Linked DNA regions of Zea mays: region 2 is linked to region 1. The links are chromatin contacts, called in public Hi-C maps. All regions are on one chromosome and are shown on one strand. Each heading gives the region's core, a stretch centred on a gene start, on an enhancer-like site or on the middle of the called end of the contact. The rest is flanking DNA. Distances are from core to core; before and after follow the strand shown. Region 1 holds the start of LOC100383254 (U2 small nuclear ribonucleoprotein B''). Region 2 holds the start of LOC107648854 (putative pectinesterase/pectinesterase inhibitor 58).

Region 1 (3,222 bases), core at 333-2,832:
ACTCGCTGTACAAAGGAAGAAAAATTAAAAAGTTACTACTGAAACATCATACATGACAGCACATATTATTAAGCCTCCATTCCTGATTGTTTTAAGATAGTGAGATTACAGGGAAAGATAAATATTTGTTTGATAATAAAGGTAAAGAAACAAGACACTGCAGCAAGAGCACCAGACAAGGATATGTCTTTCAGTTGTTTGCGGTTTAGGTATGAGAGAAAATGAATGGATATTTCATACAAAGGTAAAAGAAAAAAAGAAAAAGAAAAGAATGTGTGCTGATCCAAAAATATGAAGAACGTGTGCCTATCCCATCACTCTATGGAACTCAACATTCAATAAAAGTATTGAGAAAGGTAAGCCTTTTCTGTTTCAGCAGTGGCAAGTTATTATGAGGTACTAGATGTCTCAACAACACAGATGCTCAACTGAACAATAAATTACAGAGCAAATTACAAACATAGACTTTTGCAGGCCTACCATACAATAATGTTTGACTCATTACTCAAAGTAGAATATTGCTGTACACAAACATACAAACCAAATGACCAGGAACAACATATCTATAATGCATCTCAACTCATGACATGAAAATAAAAGACAAAAGATAAAAGACTCAGGAATATTATCAAATAAAATAAAGGTGCAATACCATTTTTTTGCTGTAGAAATCGAAATCTTGCAAACCACGGAAAGCATTGGTAGCAGCTGTAATTTCGCTAAACGCCACCCATGCTTGCCCTCTCAGTTTTTGTGTTTTCAGGGCCACCACATCCAGTATCCTTCCATACTGTGAACACAAGGCATAAAGTGATCTCTTCAACTCTGCACATAAGATAATCATGCATTTCAGCAATGAACAAAATGTTGGTTCGTGTTGATTAAAGAAAAAACAAGATATAGCATTCATGAACACATTTAGGAGGTTTTGGTCACTGGGCAAAGATATTAGTCGTCCACACATATGAGTGACTCCCAGTACAATCAACACTAAGCGTCTACGCCCCTAGCCTTTTGAGCTGGGTCGTCGCCAGGCCATCACGGCAGATGCACAATGTTCCTGTTCTGTGTAAGAAGGCAAGAACTTAACGAATTTCTCCCGAGTCCGTGGATCAAAACGCACTTAAATATGCCACTGGATTTCTGGTATACAGATATAGCAAGAGTTCTCCCTGATGTCGAAAGCAGACATGGCCCAGCGAGACATAGTTGAAGTATAAAAAGGAGCTCGAAGCCTATGAATTTGGAACTGTGCTGCAGCCAAAATTCCAAAACATTCAACATTTGTGTATCTATATGTATAGTGCACACGAGGGAGCTAACCAGACCCTAGAGCGACGCGACGCCGAGCAAATCCCCAGATCGGGAACCTAGGGTTTTAGGATGTCACTACCCTGACGGACGAGTGAAGTGTCGGTGTGTGGAGGCCGATGAGAGCGGTACCTTCTTTCTTGACCTTCTCGTTGAGGTTGTTGAGGTAGATGGTCTGGCTCGGGGGGATGTCGCCGGACAGCATCTCCTCAACCTCCTCCGCTGCTGCCGCCGCCGCGCAGCCGAAGACGAAGAGACGCAGAGATTGGTGCGGGTGCTTTCGGTTTCGGGCCGGAAAATTCTTGCCGCAAGCGAGAGTGTGTTGGTTTTTTCCTTTGTCTATGAGTATGGGTGAACACAGGGTCGGGTACCCCACATCGGGTATAGGATACGGGTAGAGAAAAAAAACGATCTCTCGAGTCTCGTATGCGAATACGGGTATTTAAACAGTCATCAGGAACCAACCTCGTATCTAGACAGTCATCGGTACCTAAAAATGTCAATATAGATATGGATTAAAAAAAACAGATTCTGAATCCTGGTATACAGGTTGAACATATTATAGTGGAAGGAACAATTCATAAGTATCCTGATATTTGTCTATATAATATCTTATGTTTGTTTTTTACTTGCTCGACTTATTCGCTCTTGATTTTTACTATCCGAACGAATTTGTCCTAAATTCAAGTAAATTATACTAGGGTAGGGACATGAAAATGACCTACTACTTATCACGGCTACCTTTTGTCTTCTCCGGTGAGTTGTCTTGTTTAGGGCCCACTCCAGCCCGAGGCGGTGTATTTGGGCTGTCGCACTATGGCTGGCCTGTGTGGAGGTTGTGGGCCGAATAGCGTCCTGGTTCTCGAAACAGTCCGTGGACCAACCCGGTTGCTGCGTACTGAACGAAGCAATCAAACGCAGTGTAGTAGTACATCGATAGATTCTTGAGCAATCCGAAACTCTCGCGTTTGATTTGAAATCAATCCATCACGAGTTACGATACGAAGTTTTGACTTTTATTTCGGCTACTGCTACTAGTTTGTCCATCCTCCTGCCCTCATTTTCTTTTAGACTTGGTGTTTTGCCAGACGCGCTCTTTCTTTGCGTTCGTCTACTTTTTGCCAAGTCAAAGAACCGAAGAAAAATAGCTACAGGTGTGTAAAAACCGAGGACCACAAAGTCGTCCTCCTTTTAGAGGTTTGAAGCTCTCAATCTTTGCTTTCATGGAGGGAGGGAGAAGGCTGGTCTTTAGCTCGCAGAACGACGGTTAGCACGAGTCAAATCTTTTTACAACGTACGTGGTACGTACATGAATAGGAGTACATGTACTGATGTACATCATAATTAAAATGGCCGCCTCCTGCTCTACTCTAGAGAGGCGCTATATATCTGTGTCACTGTGTGGTTGGTGTCTGGCTGACCATGTAGCGCGGGCGCGGCCACCACGTCAGCCCACCTCGCATGCTTGGAGTTGGGAGTCTAGCGCTCAAGTTGCTCTGCTAATTGCACTTATAAAAATCTAGCAGTGGCTCTGCCTGATCTTGTTACTAGTAGCTTTAGCCGTCGGGGCCGTTACGTTAATAATCTGGAGCCCCAAAGTGTGCTCATCGCCATGACAGCGCCACTTCCGCGCTTACAGGAAAACGACAGCGGGGGTGTGACTGGTGGTGGGTCCGCCGGCGGGCTGTAAGTTTAAAATTAACCAAATTTACCGCTGAGCTTCACATGATCGCATCACATCATCACCATCAGACATGGGCGTTGCTGAAACAAACAATGCGCGCAAGATCGGACAGTCGCCATTGCCAAAGCAGCGGCCAGCCCCGGGGCCATGCATGCGGCGTTCCTGGAAGCTGTTCGCTTCGTCGATCCATATCACTCCGTCCTGGAATCCTGGAAAGGTCAGGATTT
Region 2 (3,222 bases), core at 263-2,762, 680 kb after region 1:
TCTTCTCGAACTCCGGGTGCGGCGCGACGGTGCAGTTGTGGATGACGGTGCCGCCCACCGACCGCCTCTCCTTGCGGCCCTGCGCCGTGACGATGTTCTGCTGGTTGTCCATGCACTTGCGCACCTGGATGAGGCAGTTCTGGAACACCACCTGCGCGTTGCCGAAGATGAAGTCGATGGTGCCCGTGATGACGCAGTCGCGGTAGTACTGGCGGCTCGTGTGCGTGTACAGCGTGTCCTGGTACCCGTCGAACCGGCACTCGTAGAACGCCGACATGTCGCTCTGCACCCGCAGCGCCACCGCCTGGTGGTTCTTGGCTCCCGCCGTGTTCTTCACGCCGATCCCGCGCATCAGGAACCCGTTCCCGATCGCCTCCATCGTGGCCGTGTCCTTGGTGGTGATGTTCATCATGAAGCTCTTGTGGCCCGTGATCACCGTCTTGGTGGCGCCGTCGCCGACCATCACCAGGTTCGTCACGTTCCGGGCCACGGACACGTACTCCCTGTACTTGCCGGCCTTCACGTACATGACGTACGTGGTGGCGCTCTTCAGCGGCACCTTGGCCAGCGCCGCGTTGATGGTCCTGAAGTCGCCGCTGCCGTCCTTGGCCACCGTCACGTCGGGCCTGAAGCCCTTCTCGCCGGGGGAGACCAGCAGCAGCCGGCGCTTGGCGTCGGGCATCCACGAGGGCGCGCCGCGGGCGTGCTCCGCGAGGAGCCGGCGGTGGAAGCTCGGCAGGCCAAGATTGGCGAGCGTCTCGGAGAACTCGTCCACGAGCGCCAGGATGTTCTCCGTCAGCTCCTGCGAGCTGTTGAGCGCCTTGCGCATCTTGCCCGCGGCGGGCGTCGTGGTGTTCTCGAACCCGTCCAGGCACGTCTCCTGGTACGTGAGCGCGGAGCTCAGCCACGTCCGGAGGTCGTCCACGGCGCTCTTGAAGTTGGTCATCTCGAAGCCGCCGAGCCTGTCGAACGTCGTCCGGAGGTCGTCGATGGCGTAGTCCAGCAGCTCTCCGCAGTTGTGGAGCGCGCCCGACGTGCGCCGGTCGTGCTTGAGCTCGTTGAGCAGGGCGGACTCGCGCACGGCCTTCGCGATCCGGTCGGACGTCACCTTGAAGATGGCCTTGGCCAGCTCCGTGGGGCTGGTGGCGTTCCCGGCCGCCGCCTCCAGCGCCTTCTCGCACGTCTCCCTGTAGTCCACGGGCTGGCAGAAGGACTTGATGGACTTCACCGACGTGGACATCTCGCCCTCCTCGGCCCTCCCGCCATCGCCGCTGCCTTTGAAGGAAACGACGCAGATGGTGGCCACCACCGCCACGACCAGGACGGTCGATGCGCCGATGACGGCGCCTTTCATCGCAGGGTACGCACGGCCTAGATGTCCAATTTGCGCAAGCTCACACACGCATACGGCATACAACACACAAACACAGTATATGTAGTCTGAGTGCAATGTGGTAGGTATTTAGTGCCCCCAATCACACCAATAGAAAAGTCGACACTCTATGTTTTGGTGTGAATTGGAGTACCGAGCAAGAGCATCGAGACGAATTTTTATACTGCGCTATAGGCAGCGTCAAAACTGGGACATGGCGAAGAGGGACGGTTGTGCATTGGCGTTGGAGCCGAAGTAAAGGGAGAGCCAAGCAACGACGACGGACGGCGGTCACTGGTGTAGCGTTTGTTCGGAAAAAAATTGTTTGCGATTTTTTTTTTCTAGAAAAAGTTTTGCCAGGCTCGCGCGTTTCGGCCTTTCAGCGGAAATGATCTAATAAGAAGGCAACACTGCTGTACAGAGATAATCTCGGTGTCTGTTACCTAATATGTAACCTAACATGCTAATTATAAGAATGCAACACACTTATATCATAATAGATAAACTGAATTATAAGATTAAATCAGATGATGAGTACCGATCGAACATACTGATTGACAACGTGGAAGCTAGCAGGGTCAACGTGGTCGATGGCGAGAAAAACATGAGTAGTCGCGTGAATACGCTTCTCAAAAAACTTATTTTTCTTCTCCTGGTACAGAATCTCGAAGGCAACAGGTTCCGGAGACATGCTCTCCCGATCACAGGTGCACATCGGTGCTCGGGATAAAGAAGAGTACATCGACGACGCAGATAACAAAGGAAAACCTAACTAGTGCTCAGGGTATTTCTAGCTAGGGTTGTCAACAGTCACCTCGGTGGTGGTGGCGGCCGCAGCTACAGGGGAGAGGAGGGGGGCGCAGGGTAAGGAGACGGCCGCTACTTAGGGAGGAGAGGCCGCGGCTGGGGCGTCCACGACAGGAAAGAAAGTGGGGGCGTGCGGCGGATGCGGTTGTGCAGCGGCGGCTACGGATTAGGGAGGGAAGGAGAAAGGAAAACCTACTTATACCATGTAGGAAACAATAATACTATCAGGATTAAATGTTGTATTAATAGCATGAGTTAGCTGTGTCTGTCCAATTATACAAAGGTAAGAGGGTAATTACATAGGATAAACCTCAAACCCTAAGCGGGTCCGTACTGTTCTAGCCGAAACTGATATTTTTCTCTGAAGCATGGATACTTCAGGAAGGAGGCATTGCTGTACAACGCTACGCCTCAATCAAAAGATGAAAAAAATGAACAAAGCATGAGATCGCGTTCTCGGCACTTGTGCCCATGTTGCAGCACTGACAGAATAAGCAATTAAAGCAAAAAAAAAAACGAAATGAGGCAGCTAGTCCAGACGAATGGCGGAACCCTGCCTGTTCCTTCGCTTTCACAGAAGCGAGCAGGGAGAGAGAGGGGGGACCAAGAACGCATTCCGCTCTGGTTGGGAGTTGAGACGTTTCCGTGGTCCACGGAGTCCCGGGACACAACTAGAGAGCTACTCGACCGGCGACGCATGCATTTGCTCCGGCTCAAGCGGGCGGCTGATGGATGGCAGGAGATCAAGCAACAAATCCCAGCACCACAGCGCTGTTTTCGCTTTCGTTCGTACGCACAGCAGATCCGGGAGGAGTCCAGAACGCGGCCCCGCCGATTTCGACGCGGACGCAAGTTGCCAATCCCAACGTCATTACTAATGATGACAGGGGTAAGTACTCTGAGCCATGGCTGACAAGGCCACGTCCACTATCGGTTACCGTAAAGAAGGCAACGTCGGTCGCTCGGCGCCGGGGACGGACGACACGTGACACTGACCGAAAATGGCAACACGCAACGCTGAGCAAAAATGGCAATGGAACAGT

What was found. Hi-C and Micro-C count contacts between places; a contact is called where the count stands out from the background.
Region 2: a contact with region 1 is called in a Hi-C map of ear, with 4 times the contacts expected there. The contact joins the promoter of LOC107648854 here to the promoter of LOC100383254 in region 1. A contact is called at or near these places in 2 of 25 Hi-C or Micro-C datasets (ear and tassel).

Annotation. Positions count from the first base shown.
Region 1 is chr1:46,458,283-46,461,504 of Zm-B73-REFERENCE-NAM-5.0, forward strand. It overlaps LOC100383254 (U2 small nuclear ribonucleoprotein B''), which reads right to left and starts at 1,583. Exons shown (of 5, transcript NM_001175915.1): 1 at 1,444-1,583; 2 at 653-825; 3 at 1-5. The coding sequence starts at 1,516.
Region 2 is chr1:47,134,716-47,137,937 of Zm-B73-REFERENCE-NAM-5.0, forward strand. LOC107648854 (putative pectinesterase/pectinesterase inhibitor 58) reads right to left here and starts at 1,513. Exons shown (of 1, transcript NM_001323628.1): 1 at 1-1,513. The coding sequence starts at 1,354.